2 separate regions of the Macaca mulatta genome follow, and region 2 is linked to region 1. Evidence: chromatin contacts called from public Hi-C data. All regions are on one chromosome and are shown on one strand. The core of a region is the stretch at or near the end of the contact, and the rest is flanking DNA. Distances in the headings are between cores, read along the strand shown.

Evidence for each region. Hi-C and Micro-C count contacts between places; a contact is called where the count stands out from the background.
Region 2: a Hi-C map of fetal cortical plate shows a contact between it and region 1, with 2.9 times the contacts expected there. The contact joins the promoter of PIK3CB here to the promoter of FAIM in region 1. A contact is called at or near these places in 2 of 14 Hi-C or Micro-C datasets (fetal cortex germinal zone and fetal cortical plate).

What each region holds. Positions count from the first base shown.
Region 1 is chr2:41,611,686-41,614,770 of T2T-MMU8v2.0, forward strand. FAIM (Fas apoptotic inhibitory molecule) reads left to right here and starts at 1,539. Exons shown (of 6, transcript NM_001266110.1): 1 at 1,539-1,775.
Region 2 is chr2:41,844,728-41,847,812 of T2T-MMU8v2.0, forward strand. It overlaps PIK3CB (phosphatidylinositol-4,5-bisphosphate 3-kinase catalytic subunit beta), which reads right to left and starts at 1,478. Exons shown (of 23, transcript XM_077991523.1): 1 at 1,240-1,478.

The DNA of each region.
Region 1 (3,085 bases), core at 289-2,788:
CATTCAACAAAAATTACACAAATTATTGCACACCCTGAAAGGGGCTAGGAAGAAGAATCCCTGGTGCTGCAATCTTTGTGTTTTTTTTGTTTTTGTTTTTGTTTTGAGATGAAGTATCACTCTGTGGCTCAGGCTGCAGTACAGTGAGGTGATCTCAGCTCACTGCAACCTCTGCCTCCTGAGGTCAAGTCATTCTCCTGCCTCAGCCTCCTGTGTAGCTGGGATTACAGAAGCATGCCACCACGCCCGGCTAATTTTTGTATTTTTAGTAGAGATAGGGTTTCACTACATTGGCCAGGCTGCTCTCAAACTCCTGACCTCAGGCAATCCGCACACCCTGGCCTCCCAGAGTGCTGGGATTACAGGTGTGAGCCCCCGTGCCCAGCTGTTTTTTTTGTTTGTTTGTTTTGTTTTTTTGGTTTTTTTTTTTTTTTTGAGACAGTCTTGCTCTTCACCCAGGCTGTAGTGCAGTGGCGCAATCTCAGCTCACTGCAATCTCCACCTCCCAGGTTGAAGCAATTCTCCTGCCTCAGTCTCCCAAGTAGCTGGGACTACAGGCATGCACCACCACACCCCACTAAGTTTTGTATTTTTAGTAGAGATGGGGTTTTGCCATGCCTGCCTCAGCCTCCCAAAGTGCCAAAGTGCTGGGATTACAGGTGTGAGCCACTGAGCCCGGCTGGTTTGTGTGTGTGTGTGTGTGTTTTTTTTTTTTTTTTTAAATGAAACAGGGTCTCGCTCTGTTGCCCAGGCTGGAGTGTAATGGTGCAATCACAGCTCACTACAGCCTCTACCTCCCTTTGGGGCCCAAGCACTTCTCCCACCTCAGCATCCCAAGTAGCTGGGATTACAGGCCTGAGCTGCTAATTATTTTCTTTCTTTTTTTCTCATTCTCTCGCTCTCTTTTTCTTTTTCTTTCTTTTTTTTTTTTTTTTTTTTTTTTGCCATGTTGCCCGGGCTGGTCTTGAACTCCTGGACTCAAGCGATCCGCCACTCTGCCTCCCAAAATGCCATGATTACAGGTATGAGCCACCACACCCAGCAATGCTGCAAAGTCTCATAGGCCAGGATAGTATAACCTAAGAAATGATATATGAAGAACACTCACAACAGGGAAGAGGTGAGGAGTGTTCAGGCAGAGGGAAGAGCATTTGCAGATGCCCTAGGTGAGAAGAAACCTGCATCCTTTAAGGACCTAAATGAAGCCAAGCAGACAGGGGCTAGATCACACATGGGGGCTTCATGCCCACCTTAAGTAGTTTGGGTCTTTAAAAAAGGAATGAGACTCCATAAAGAGGTTTTAAGGAGCGAATGCCATAGCTGCCATGACCAGGTTTCCCTTCCCCATAGCTGCAGAGCAGGCACAGGGCTGGTTTAGCCCACCAGGTTGTGCCCAGCGCGGGGCCAGCGGCCGGCTCCTACCCACACTTGCGGGCGGGAAGACTGGACGCACTGCGGGACCTGGTGATGTCCTGGGTTGGGGCTGAGGAAGGCCTGTGTGCGGAGGGTGCGGCCTTCGGCTAAGGCAGAGGACCGGGGTTGGGTCCGTGGCGGCGGGAGGGGTGGCCTCCTGCACTGGGCGCCCCAGGGGACCTGAGGCGCGACAAACAGTCGGCGCGTTGGTACTCGCGCCCGCAGAGCTTTCAACCTCCGCGCCGGCTGCGCCTGTTTCTCTGCGAGGGAAGCAAGGCCACGCGGCCTACGTAGCCGAGTCGGAACCAACCGGTTGTTTGGTGAAACCTACCCCAGAGCCTCCCACGGCCCACAGCGCGCAGGTGAGGTAGCAGCCCGGGTGGGGTCGGGGTCGCGCCTGCGCCCGCCTGGACGCCTCGGGCCCGTCAGCTCCGCACCCTGGAAGCCCCTGCGCACAGCCCCCGGCATCCCCACGCCCTCGGCCCTGCTGCGCAGGCGGCGGCCATCTCTGGGCGGCGGCGGCGGCGGGAGGTGTCTGCGCGGTCGGTGAGACCCAGGCGGGTGAGGCGTTGGGTGAGTTCCGGACGCTTCCAGCCGGCCCGCCGGTGATCCCAGGCCTTGGGGCGGGACCCGGCTCCCGCTCACCGCGGGTAAAGGTAGAGGTGCGGCGGGGCGCGGGGCCAGACCGGGGCGGTGCGGGGGCGTCCCTGCCTGGCCGTCCCTGCCTGGCCAGGCCCTGCCCCGCGACCTGCCGCACCCGCCTCCGGCCTGTTCGCGAACTCTAAATATAATATTTGTCACTGTCGAAAAAAAGAACAGAAAGCAACAAGGAAGCAAGCAAAGCAGCCGTGCCCGTGTTCCCCAGAGACAAGCTGGGTTAACATGAAGATGTATTTTCTTCCAGACGGTTTTTCCTTGTAATATGAGCGGGGCTTATTTTTGCAGAACCTGCATCATAAAGTGCTGAAACACGCTCGCTCGCTCTCGCTCGCTCCCTCTCCTTTGAGACAGGATCTCGCCCTGTCGCCCAGGCTGGAATGATGCAGTGGCGCGATCTCGGCTCACTGCTGCAGCCTCAACCTTCGGCCTCATTGTCTTAATAATACATCACATGCATTTACCCGTATCTTTAAATGTTTTTCTGCGTCCTTTTTATTGGCCACACTAGACTGTACATTCCTGTGTGCCAGGTTGACTGCCTCATCTATCCCTGACTCCTGGCATGGCTTTGACTGGAATGTGATTTACTAAAGGTAGTTTCTCCCTGATTGTGAGCACCCAAGTGGTTTCCAGTTTTTAGTTATTGCAAAAAGTAATTAACTGAGCACCGTTGCATCTGGGATTTTGAGCATGATCATTTGTGTAGAATGAATCCCACAAGATTCGTTCTAAAACAAGATAGAATCTACAATCTCTACCACAAGGCTTCTGGTATAGATTGTGAAATGAATAACTTCAGAAAAGTTATTCTCATTTTTGTACCTCCAGTAAGTAGCATTTGGGAATACTTGGCTCGAGGAGCTTCCTGACTGACTTTACTGGAGACCCCCCTCACTTAATACGGGGCCGGGCCGGGTATGAAGATGTCAACACTTAAGTGTGACTTGCATTATTGGCTGGTCATACCTGGGGCTTTTGTTGAAAAGGGAACTATGAGCATCCTAGTAACTAC
Region 2 (3,085 bases), core at 228-2,727, 230 kb after region 1:
GACTTAAACAGTTCTGCTTTTACCATAAAATCTTACAATGTAGCATGAAAATCCCCAAATGATTAATGATCTGCTGAGACCTCTGACTCGTTGGAGATAATTTTATTACGAATCTTATCTCCAAACTTCCATTCAGTGCTTCAAAATAAGTACTCATCTTATTTAATTATCATGACTTCACCAGACAGTCACACTGCCCACAATGATGTTTACAAAAGCACTTGTCACTCCCTTTGGATGTAGCAATGCAGAAAAAAAGAGTCTGTTTCCATACTCTTCGTGTGTTTATACTCTGTAACAAGTGGCAGAGTTCAAGCGTCACTTGAGATGAAACAGCAAAGCACTTTAAGTTTATGTCCCACCATCTTTCATCCTAAGCGAATCCCGAATTCGCTTGGTTTCATTTCAGCAGTAATTCCCACTCAGTATCTGAGACAGGCTTCCAATTCAGCCCCTGCGGGAAAAGAGACTGCAGGATTCTAGTAAAGAGACTATAGGATTCTATTTCGGCCACTGCGAGGTAACAGGCTCCAATATTAAGCAACTCCAGTATCGGTTATTGCAACACCAGAGCAGATCGGAAATAAATGTGCCCCCAAACGCACGCCAGCAGCCAGGAATTAGCAACAGCTAACACGAGATGCTGCAGCAGGGATATCATTTACTTAGCACTTGTTCAGTTATGCCTAACCTCAAAACAACCGTATGGTGTATGTATTATTATTTCCATTTAACACAACAGGATATTTTGGTCCAACGCCCCAGGACTGGTCAGCTTCGGCGTTGGGATTCGAAAACACGTTCGTAACCTAATAACCCTGGGTCCACGCCTCTGAAATACACTTCTGCGCAAAAAGGCACCTGAGGGTCGGGAAGTTCCGGAGATGTCCGCATATACACGCGACGCCGTCTCTCCACAGAGACGCCCATCAGGAACGGGACCCAAAGCGCCAGTGGCCCGGGACGCCCGGCAGTGTCTCTGCCGCCCGGGGGCCGGGGGGCGCCACTCACCTTGGAGAGCCCCGGGCGGGCCGCAACCAAGCCAGGCGCCCCCACCGGCCGGCAGGCGGTTATCCTCCAAGCTGCCAGGAAGCGCGGTGCGACCACAAGAGTCGCCAGCACCGCAGGTAGCAGCAAGCTAGAGCGCACCGCCAGCCCGCCCGGGGGCACCGCAGCCGGCGCCGCGACCCAGCCGCCCCTCAGCCGCGCCGCATCCGGGTCCCGCGCCGCCGCACTCACCTGCCTGGCGCTCCGCCGCCGCCGCCGCCTGCTACTATTCCAAGTGCGCGGTCAGCAGCCCAGGCCGCCGCAACCGCTCCGCTCCGGCGCCCCCATCCCTGCCTCTCTCGATCCACCTCCCGCCTGCCCCGCGCACCACTACACTCGCCCGCCTCCCACTGCCATGGCCCGCTCCGCCGCAGCAGCCGCACAGGCCGACGGAGCACGCGCGCGCCGCCGCCGTACCCGCGCCCGTGTGCGCGCGCGCGAGCCTCTCAGGCCGTCATCCCAGCAGCCCCCGCCCCGCCCTGCACCGCCCTCGGGCCAATCCCGGGCCCCGCGGTGGCGGCGGCGGCAGCTGGGCTGGCAGGGCGTGGGGAGAGGCCTCACTGCCTATCCCTCTCCCGCTGCCAGCCGGGCTGCGACGCTGCTGCACGGCCCTTCCTAACTCTCTGCGTCTCCCAGAGGACTGCGGAATAGGGAATCCCCGACAAGCCGCCTTCAGGAGAGACCCATCGCCCGCTGCGCCTTCCATAACCTCCTCCCGAGAGACTCCTCTGTTCCTAGGTTCCTTGCTAGCCTTTTCTTCCCAGTCCTTCTCCCTGTTCTGCGACATGGACTGACTCCTGAATTCTTGGACGCAGCACTTATTTTTTTCCCGCTACCCGTCGTGGTCTTTTACTCCCTTTGTGGGGATAGGGCGCTAGCTCGGCTGCCTCACAGCTGACCCTTCAGTCCCTATACTGTGAATGGTTGTTTCAAGGGAAAAGTCCAGCGTTTCAAGCCCAAGATTCTTGTTCTTTGTTCAATTTTGCAATAACAGCACCTAACATTTGTCTGCAGAGCCTTAAACTTTACCCCTTTTTGCCTACCTTGTCTCCTGTTACCTATGACCTCAACCACGAAATATCGCAGTCCTCTTTCTGGTGGGACACTTAAATTTTACTTACCGAGAACCAACATTTTAACCCACTCCAACGCTACTATATTCTAACGTAATGCTCCTATGTTACCCTGGACAAATAGTTGAGTAGTCAGGGATAAAATCTAGAAGTACAATATAATAAAAAGCAAACGTGACAAATCAATTAAGTGACAAACCAATAGTTTATTTGAGAAATGATCCTAGTTTTTTTTTTATTTTGGTTTGTTTTATTTATTTATTATTTATTTATTTTGAATTAGAGTTTTGCTGCTGTTGCCCAGGCTGGAGTGCAATGGCACGATCTTGGCTCACCGCAACTTCCGCCTCTCTGGTTCAAGCGATTCTCCTGCCTCAACCTTCCTGAGTAGCTGGGATTACAGGCATGCGCCACCACGCCCGGCTAATTTTGTATTTTTAGTAGAGACGGGTTTTCTCCACGTTGGTCAGGGTGGTCTCGAACTCCCGACCTCAGGTGATCCGCCCGCCTCGGCCTCCCAAAGTGCTGGGATTACAGACACGAGCCACCGCGCCCGGCCAATGATCCTGGTTTTAATTGACTTTCCATTTAAAGCAAGAACATTCAAAAATAAATTCCAGAAGAGGCTGGGAGTGGTGGCTCACACCTGTAATACCAACACTTTAGGAGGCCCAAGTGGACAGATCACTTGAGCCCAGGAGTTCAAACCCAGCCTGGGCAATATAGCGAGACTAACAAAAGTGACGTGAGTGTGGTGATGTGCATCTGTTGTCCCAGCTATTTGGGAGGCTGAGGTGGGAGGATCACATGAGCCTGGGAAGTCGAGGCTGGTGTTACTCGAGATAGTGCAATAGCGCCACTGCACTCCAGCCTGGGAAATAGAGCAAGACCCTGTCTGGGAAGAAGAAAAGAAAAAAAAAAATCCAGAATTTAAAAATACAAAAATTTACAAAGCAAAAACTTAA